Linked DNA regions of Rattus norvegicus: region 1 is linked to region 2. The links are chromatin contacts, called in public Hi-C maps. All regions are on one chromosome and are shown on one strand. The core of a region is the stretch at or near the end of the contact, and the rest is flanking DNA. Distances in the headings are between cores, read along the strand shown.

The links. A called contact is a pair of places that touch in the nucleus more often than the background predicts.
Region 1: a contact with region 2 is called in a Hi-C map of liver, with 3 times the contacts expected there. The contact joins the enhancer-like site here to the promoter of Bcl2l11 in region 2. A contact is called at or near these places in 6 of 12 Hi-C or Micro-C datasets (hepatocytes, kidney, liver and 1 more).

The regions. Positions count from the first base shown.
Region 1 is chr3:135,860,235-135,863,831 of GRCr8, reverse strand. No RefSeq gene overlaps it. Among named protein-coding and RNA genes, the nearest start is that of Bcl2l11, 42 kb to the right of the region's middle. Within about 2 kb of position 1,886, at least 9 of the 93 cell types and tissues checked have an H3K27ac peak or open chromatin away from gene starts, as enhancers often do. A contact at or near this core is called in hepatocytes and liver, where this site is marked.
Region 2 is chr3:135,818,716-135,822,056 of GRCr8, reverse strand. It overlaps Bcl2l11 (Bcl2-like 11), which reads right to left and starts at 2,015. Exons shown (of 4, transcript NM_171988.3): 1 at 1,766-2,015. It overlaps Acoxl (acyl-CoA oxidase-like), which reads right to left. Exons shown (of 19, transcript NM_001415677.1): 19 at 1,766-3,341.

The sequences.
Region 1 (3,597 bases), core at 637-3,136, 42 kb before region 2:
CAATGCCCGATTCTCACTCTTCTTCAGAATCCAGGGTCGGGTAAGACAAGCGAAAAAGGAACAACTCTGTCAGTCAGGGGTGTGGTCTCAGTGCTCCAAGCCTGTGTGGCAGGTGAATCCTGGGGAATCTCTGGGCTCAAAATAATTCTCTGTTCTAGGTTTAAAGCAAAAGCATTTAGAAGAACAGACACAAAAGGGGTAGACAGGTTTGGTTTCCATTGAGGTAAAAATAAGACTTTCCCCATCTTTCCTGGGAGGACTATGACCTTGGTTCTTCTGAACCTATTTCTTCATTATCATGACACTCTGATGCCCCCTTGAAATGACTTTAAATATGAACAAGTTATCTGGGAAGTTATTCTCAATGGTGGAAAGTCTGTGTTGAATCAGCTGATCACACCTTCCTACAGGCAGAATTACTGGGAACAGCTGATGTCAGTAGGACTTCAGATTAGGTCAAAAAACTGTGGGAAGTGCAGTATCAGAAAGTACAGAACTACACAGGAAATGTGAGAGTAGACAGGAAGTAAAGGATCGAACAGGAAGTCCGCAGGTGAGCACTTAGGTATAGCTGAAGCACCCACATACCGACTCCCTCAAGATGAGTTTGGACCAAGCTACAGACTCATGGGTTCCCATAATGGCTGGAACTCCTCTGCTGAAGGCTTTCTTCAGGAGCTGGGTTGGAAGCAGACCCTGGCTGCCTCATCCTCCTGTTTCAGCTCTGTTGGGCCAGAAAAGATAGAGAAGTGATCATACACGCATGCTCAGGCAGAGCCACATGCCTCAGTGCATCCTGGCTCTGTCACTGACCAGTTCAGGGACCTCTGTGACCAGGCCTAGACCGTATAACTCAGTCTCCCCGTCTGATGGTAGATGCGAGATTGTTTGTTCTGAGGTGACAATAAGATGCTCCGAGGCTTGTCTCCCAGGTAACGAGTGTCCTATTAAAATGATAGGGCCATTATAGCAGGCCCTGGATGCCAGGAGGGGAGAGGAGAGACATCCCATATTGCCTCAAGCCAATCACACTCACAAAGCAGCCTTCTGCCTGGAAATTTTACCTCTGACTTTTCTTGTGATCCTTCCTTACCCTCCCTGGCATGTCCTAGTTTTAAGCCCTTTTCATTCTCTTCTGTGCTAGACACATAGTAGTACCTTAAAACTTAAATAATTTTTCTTTAGGAAAATGGCCATCTAAACTAGTTTTTAAATTGAAGTCTAATGTATTTTAAAATTATTGCAGTGTGTGTGTGTGTGTGTGTGTGTGTGTGTGTGTGTGTGTGTGTGTGATTGCTTGCATGCATATCATGGTGTATATGTGGAGGTCAGAGGACAACTTGTGGAGTCCTCACCTTCTACCATGGCTTGAATTCAGGTCATCAGTCTTGGCATCAAGCACCTTTATCTACTGAGCCATCCATCTCTCCAGCTTTCTAGTGGACTTTCCGAGGACACTGGCCCACATTTGCTCTTTAGACCCAAGAAAGAGGTTATTAAAAGAGTTAATTCGCCCCATGCTTGCCTTAAGGAGGGGAAGCCACGCAGTTATCAAAACCTTACTTCCCAGGATCCCTTTCAGCAGCACCTGTAATGAAGTGATAACGTGTGGGAAAGCAGCGGCCTGTGACAGTTGAAACAGCTTCACCTCTGCGATATGAATAAGGTCAGGCTTGCTTCAGAAAAGTTTGCAGGAGAAAAAGACCAAGTGTAAGTTGCCCAGAGATTAAACACTCTCGTCATACCTGGCGACTCCTAACAGCCCTGTTCTGGTTGGTCTTGCCCCAGAGAACATTTTAACCCTCAGCTTGTTGTCCCACACCCTCTGAATTCACACTGTTTGCAGAGAACTTCGTGCAACTTTTATTCAGTCCTCCTGACAGGTAGGAATGAGTCAGCAGTTCAGTCGCCAACAACAGAGGCCAACTTCAGCTAATTGAGCTCAAAGAGAACTGGCAGGAGGGGCGGGCACCTGCTCCACAGACCAAGAGGAAACTGTTGCTGATGGCTAGGTAGAGGAGCATCATAGCCAAGGAGGGGGCAGCAGGCCTCTGGCAGCTTTTTGGGTGCTGTCCTCCAGACTATACTTGTTCCAGATGCAAAGTGCCCAGAAAGAGCATGGGGTTGGCTCTGAGCCTGTCCTCAGCTGCAACATGGGCAGAGGAGAGTTTCAAAGGCAGAAGTGGCACTGGGTACCAGGCACATAAAGAGAGCTGTACAAGGCTGGATGCCAGATGATGCATATCCCACCCTTCAAATAAGCCAAGACACTTGGAGGTGTTAAAGGGAGAAAATCTAAGTGCACTGAATTAGCCAACGTTTCTCAAATCCTTCCCATTTGTGATCATTTGATGTCGGAGAAATGTTTACACAATCCAGGGTGTACAAATACATAATATACATGCACAAATCATGTACTGGCAATAAATCATAGAAACGTAAAACAGCCTTTGACACACATACATTTTTTGTTTACTTTTTGAGACAGGGTTTCTCTGTGTAGCCTAAAACTCGCTCTGTTGACCAGCTTGGGTTCAAATTTAGAGCCTGCCTCTGCCTCCTGAGGGCCACCACTGCCTGGTTACTAAAAACAAATTTGCACCCTAAGAGATGTGCTTATTTGATTTTGCACAAGGAATTAAATCACAGCTCAATGTCCAATCCTGCAGGCTATAGGATAGCTTCGGTATTTTTCAGTTGCCTGATATTTTGATTTCATAATCATCAGTGCTCCACTGAGGCTGCTGCCTTGAATAAATACATAGTACGAAAGGGCAGAAGTTTATTCAGGGCCATTTTTTTTTTACAATTGTTGGAAATTCTGTCCCAATCCCATGTCGAAATTCACTTGGGTACGTGTAGGCACGCACATGCGTGTGGAACTCAAGTCAGTAACTCAAACAGCAATCTTCCTCCCCCACCCCCACTCTGCCTTTTCAATGTCAGTATTTATTCCTTATTGCTTTGGCATGCTCTGCAGCCTCCCCCGTCACTTTTCCCAGTGTGCTATTTCCTCAGAGCAACATGTCAGCGTGTGCGTTGCAGGACATGTGAAGTAACAAGAGACTGAATCCATTGGGTGCTTCAGTCTTGGGCTTCTGACCTTCTTTGTTTAAAGCTTTCTAACAACACATTGGCAGACATCATCTTCTTAGAGAGACTGAAAAACTTAGATTCTGCAAACTCTTTTGGGCATAGCAGTGTCTGTCAGTCCAGTTGTTGTTGTTGTTGTTGTTGTTGTCCTCCTCCTCCTCCCCTTCCTCTTCCTCCTCCCCTTCCTCCTCTTCCTCCTCCTCCCCTTCCTCTTCCTCCTCCCCTTCCTCCTCTTCCTCCTCCCCTTCCTCTTCCTCCCCAGCCTTCCTTTTACAGTAATAACCATGCTGAGCTCACTCTGACTGGCATTCACAGTGCATCTCAGAACAGGTTTGTGTTTCCTATCTCCAGTTTCCCTTGGTCCATAACAAGAATGCCCCTTACTCAGCAGCAGGCCCACTCTGCCACGAGCTAAGACACCCTGCACCCTGGGGAAACCTTGTGTGTTGTTCCCATCACAGATTCCAACCACATAGCCCTTCCAGTCTCCACCCAGAGCATCAG
Region 2 (3,341 bases), core at 766-3,265:
CTGAGCGCCACCCCAAACACTAAACCACTTCTCTCCCGTGCAACCTTGCCGAAATGTGCACACTTCCAAATGGGGGCCTTCAGAGACATCCCTTTGAAAGTTCCACACCTAGCTACGTGCGCTTGGCAATACCCGGCGCAAGGCTGACTCTTTCCCTCCCCGGGCCACCACACGGAGACTCACGTCCGCCCCTTCCCTTCGGAGCGCAGCGTGTTGTGCCGATCGGACGACCCCTGCACGTAGCCACCGAGAAGGCAAGGGAAACAAAGCCGGGTCCTGGGCTCCAGGGCCCCTCGCCTGCCCGTCCGCCCTCCGCCACGCTCCGCCGGGGAGCCCAAGGTTTCGCGCGCCGCGCCTCTGGCTCGCGCTGCACCGGCCACCGCCGGGATCATCCTCCGCCTCCTCCCGCTCCGCCCCTCGCGCGCAGCTCCCGCCGCCGCGCGGGCACCGCCAGCCCTGCGCCCCTGGCGCCGGCTGCTAGTGCTCCCCATTGGCCCGCGCGCAGTCGCTCCTCACCGTAACCAATGGGCAGAGGCGGCGGGGGCGGCGCCTACGGGTCAGGCAGCCGAAGGCAAGGCGATTGTTGACAAACTCGCCTCCCAGCGCCGCGCAGACTGTGCCGGCCGCCGCAGCTACGGCTGGAACTTAGGGGGCCGGGCTGCTTTGCTTTGCGCCCCGCCCCGCCCCAGGGCCCGGCCCGGACGCCGCGCGCCTTGCGGGAATTCCCGCCGCCAAGGCATCGGGACATTAGAGACAAAGCGAGACCCGCACCCCTCGGAGATCCGCATGGGGCCACGATCACACTCCAGGCCACTCCGGGCAAAGGCCCTAACGGCCCCCGCAGTCCCTAGCCGAACTTCTTAGCAACTTCACCTGCTGTGCCCCCATGTGCTACCGACATGCACCAAATATGAACGACCCTCTCCGGTCTCGGGCGTGCACATCCAGACCTCCGCCCCCACTGTTCAGTTAGCCTTGCACAAGCAGTGCCTGCCTCGGGTGCATTAGGCTCGCGAGCTCAGGGGTCCGCTAGCCTATGCGACTGGGTCTTGGTGCGATCGGGCTAGAAGGAGTAGACAGGGCAGTCAGCTGGCTGGAGCTCGGAACACGCGTAGCCTAAGTGATCCTAGGGGGCTTACGGGGTCTCTTGTCTCCTGTAGATACGGCGCTCCTCAATATCCACAGGACGCTCGCAAAAAGAACCGGGCCGCCCGCGACATCCGGAAAGGCGAAATTGACCACTGTGGCCAAACTGGCTTGAGTGAGTACAAGCAAAGTCTGGGCGCGTGTGATTTTAATACTCAAACCTCCGCAATGAACCCGCGCCAGCGAAGAGTTAAGTCTACCCGCCCGCCGCTACTGCGCGGCTACTTCTCCCGGGCCGTCTGGGTCGCGGCGACGCTTCCCGGCTGGACGCACTACGGGCACTACGAAGCGGGACCTCCGCTCCAAGCCGAGACCACGCGCCCTCCTGGCCCGCGAGAGATGCCTCAGCGGCCCCTCGTGCAGCATCCCGGCCCAACCCGGTCTTCGGCTAAGAGCCCGCAGCTTCTGTGCCCACGACCCTTCCCCAGAAGTGCCTTGGCACGCAGAGACCTCGACCCGACTCCCAGCGTTCGCCTCCTGCAGCCGCGCGCCACGCGGGACAAACCAGCGCCTCCACCCGCACGTGCGACACCAGAGACAGATGAAGCCGCAGAGGTGGCTGCGGCGCCTGTCTTCTATCCATCCCCAGCCTGCGCCCCGGGAGTCGAGGAGTGTTTACCTTGCGTTTCTCAGTCCGAGAATCAGAGTCAGACATTGGGTGGACGAGGGCCAGGGGAAGGGCGCCGAGGCGGTGGCGGCGGGGGCAGCGGAGGTGGTGTGAATCCAAGTGGAACACAGCTCGCGGAGCGGCTGCAGGAATCCGGTGACTGCAACGACAACGGCGGCGGCGGCAAGGACCGCAGAGCTCCAACAAGCTGTTGACCCAGTGCCTGCGGGGAGCGAAGTGAAAGCAGCCTGCCCCAGCCACTCTGCTCTTACTGAGCCCCCGCTCCGGCGCCCAATCACCGCGGGCTCCGCCCCCCGCTCAGTCCGGCCCGGGCAAGCCGGAAGGTAAGTCCCACCCCCCACGGCCCCCAGGCCGCTGGCGCGTGCAGGCTGCGACAGGTAGTGGGGAGGGTGGCCCCACCGGCTGTCCTGCAGTTTGCGTGCGCCGCCCACCCCGGCGTGTTTACCCTAGTGACTTGGCCTGTGGGCAGCTGCATGCACGCCCATCCTCCACTCAGAATGTACCCGCCCCTCCCGGTCCGCCCGTGGCGGCCACCTCGCAGAGCGGAACTTAGGGGGCGCTCAGGGCACGCTGCTCTGTGTCCAGCCTGGCCGCGGCCGCCAGTTGGAAGCCTCAGGAGGCGCCCCTGCTCCCTTGGTTTGCGGAGCTTCTCAGCCCCAAACCAAAGGGACTAGATTGGTGCAAGGATGGGTACTGTCCTTTCCAAGAATTCCTGGCCTCCGGGGACCCAGATCAGAAAGATGCTTGCCCTTCCTCGGCTATGCCACAAGCGGGACTCTTCATCACCGCCGCCTTCTGTCCTCATTTAGGCTCTCCCTGGTTTTGTGTGTGTGTGTGTGTGTGTGTGTGTGTGTGTGTTGTTTTGTTTTGTTGTTGTTGTTTTTGTGTTCTATATGTTTGTTTCCCCAGTGCAGAGCTGGTGGTGGGAAGGACAGTTGAGAGACCAGGGAGGCTTCGGGGAGCGATGGGCGTGCACGATAAAGCAGATAAAATAGGGGAATGAGAAAGTTAACTCGAAAAGAATAAACAAGGAAAAGGAGGTGGGCTACCAAATAAAGACTGTTGCGCCATGAGCTGTACTGGGATCCTCAAAATTTATTGGGCTCACAGAGTACCGCCTGGAACTGTCTACCCATCGGCCCGCTGAAGCTGGCGGCCGCGGAACAGCGGAATTCAGGGCAAGCTAGGAAAGCCAGAAGGGGGTTGAAAAATCCCCTGACCCTCCTGAGGCCTTCGTGACCCTAACCGAAGTCTCGAAGTCAATGGTGCCATGTGCGTCCCCACCCCCAACCTCTTCTCTCACAGCGGCGGCCGAGAGTAGCTGGTCTGGAAATGGATCGTCCCCACACGTGAGGATTAAAGAAACTCGATTTAAGGGCTACCCAACCTGCATCCAGGCTGGCAGCAAGAGGGACATGGCCTTTTCATGAGGAACAAGTGTCAGGTGGCCTGTCGTCCCACCGTTGGACCATCTTGGTCATTTTGATGTTTATAAGCGGACCTAACGTCACGGTGACACAGCAAAGCCCCAGGCTAAATCTTGGCTCTTAGGTGAATCCTGAGCGAG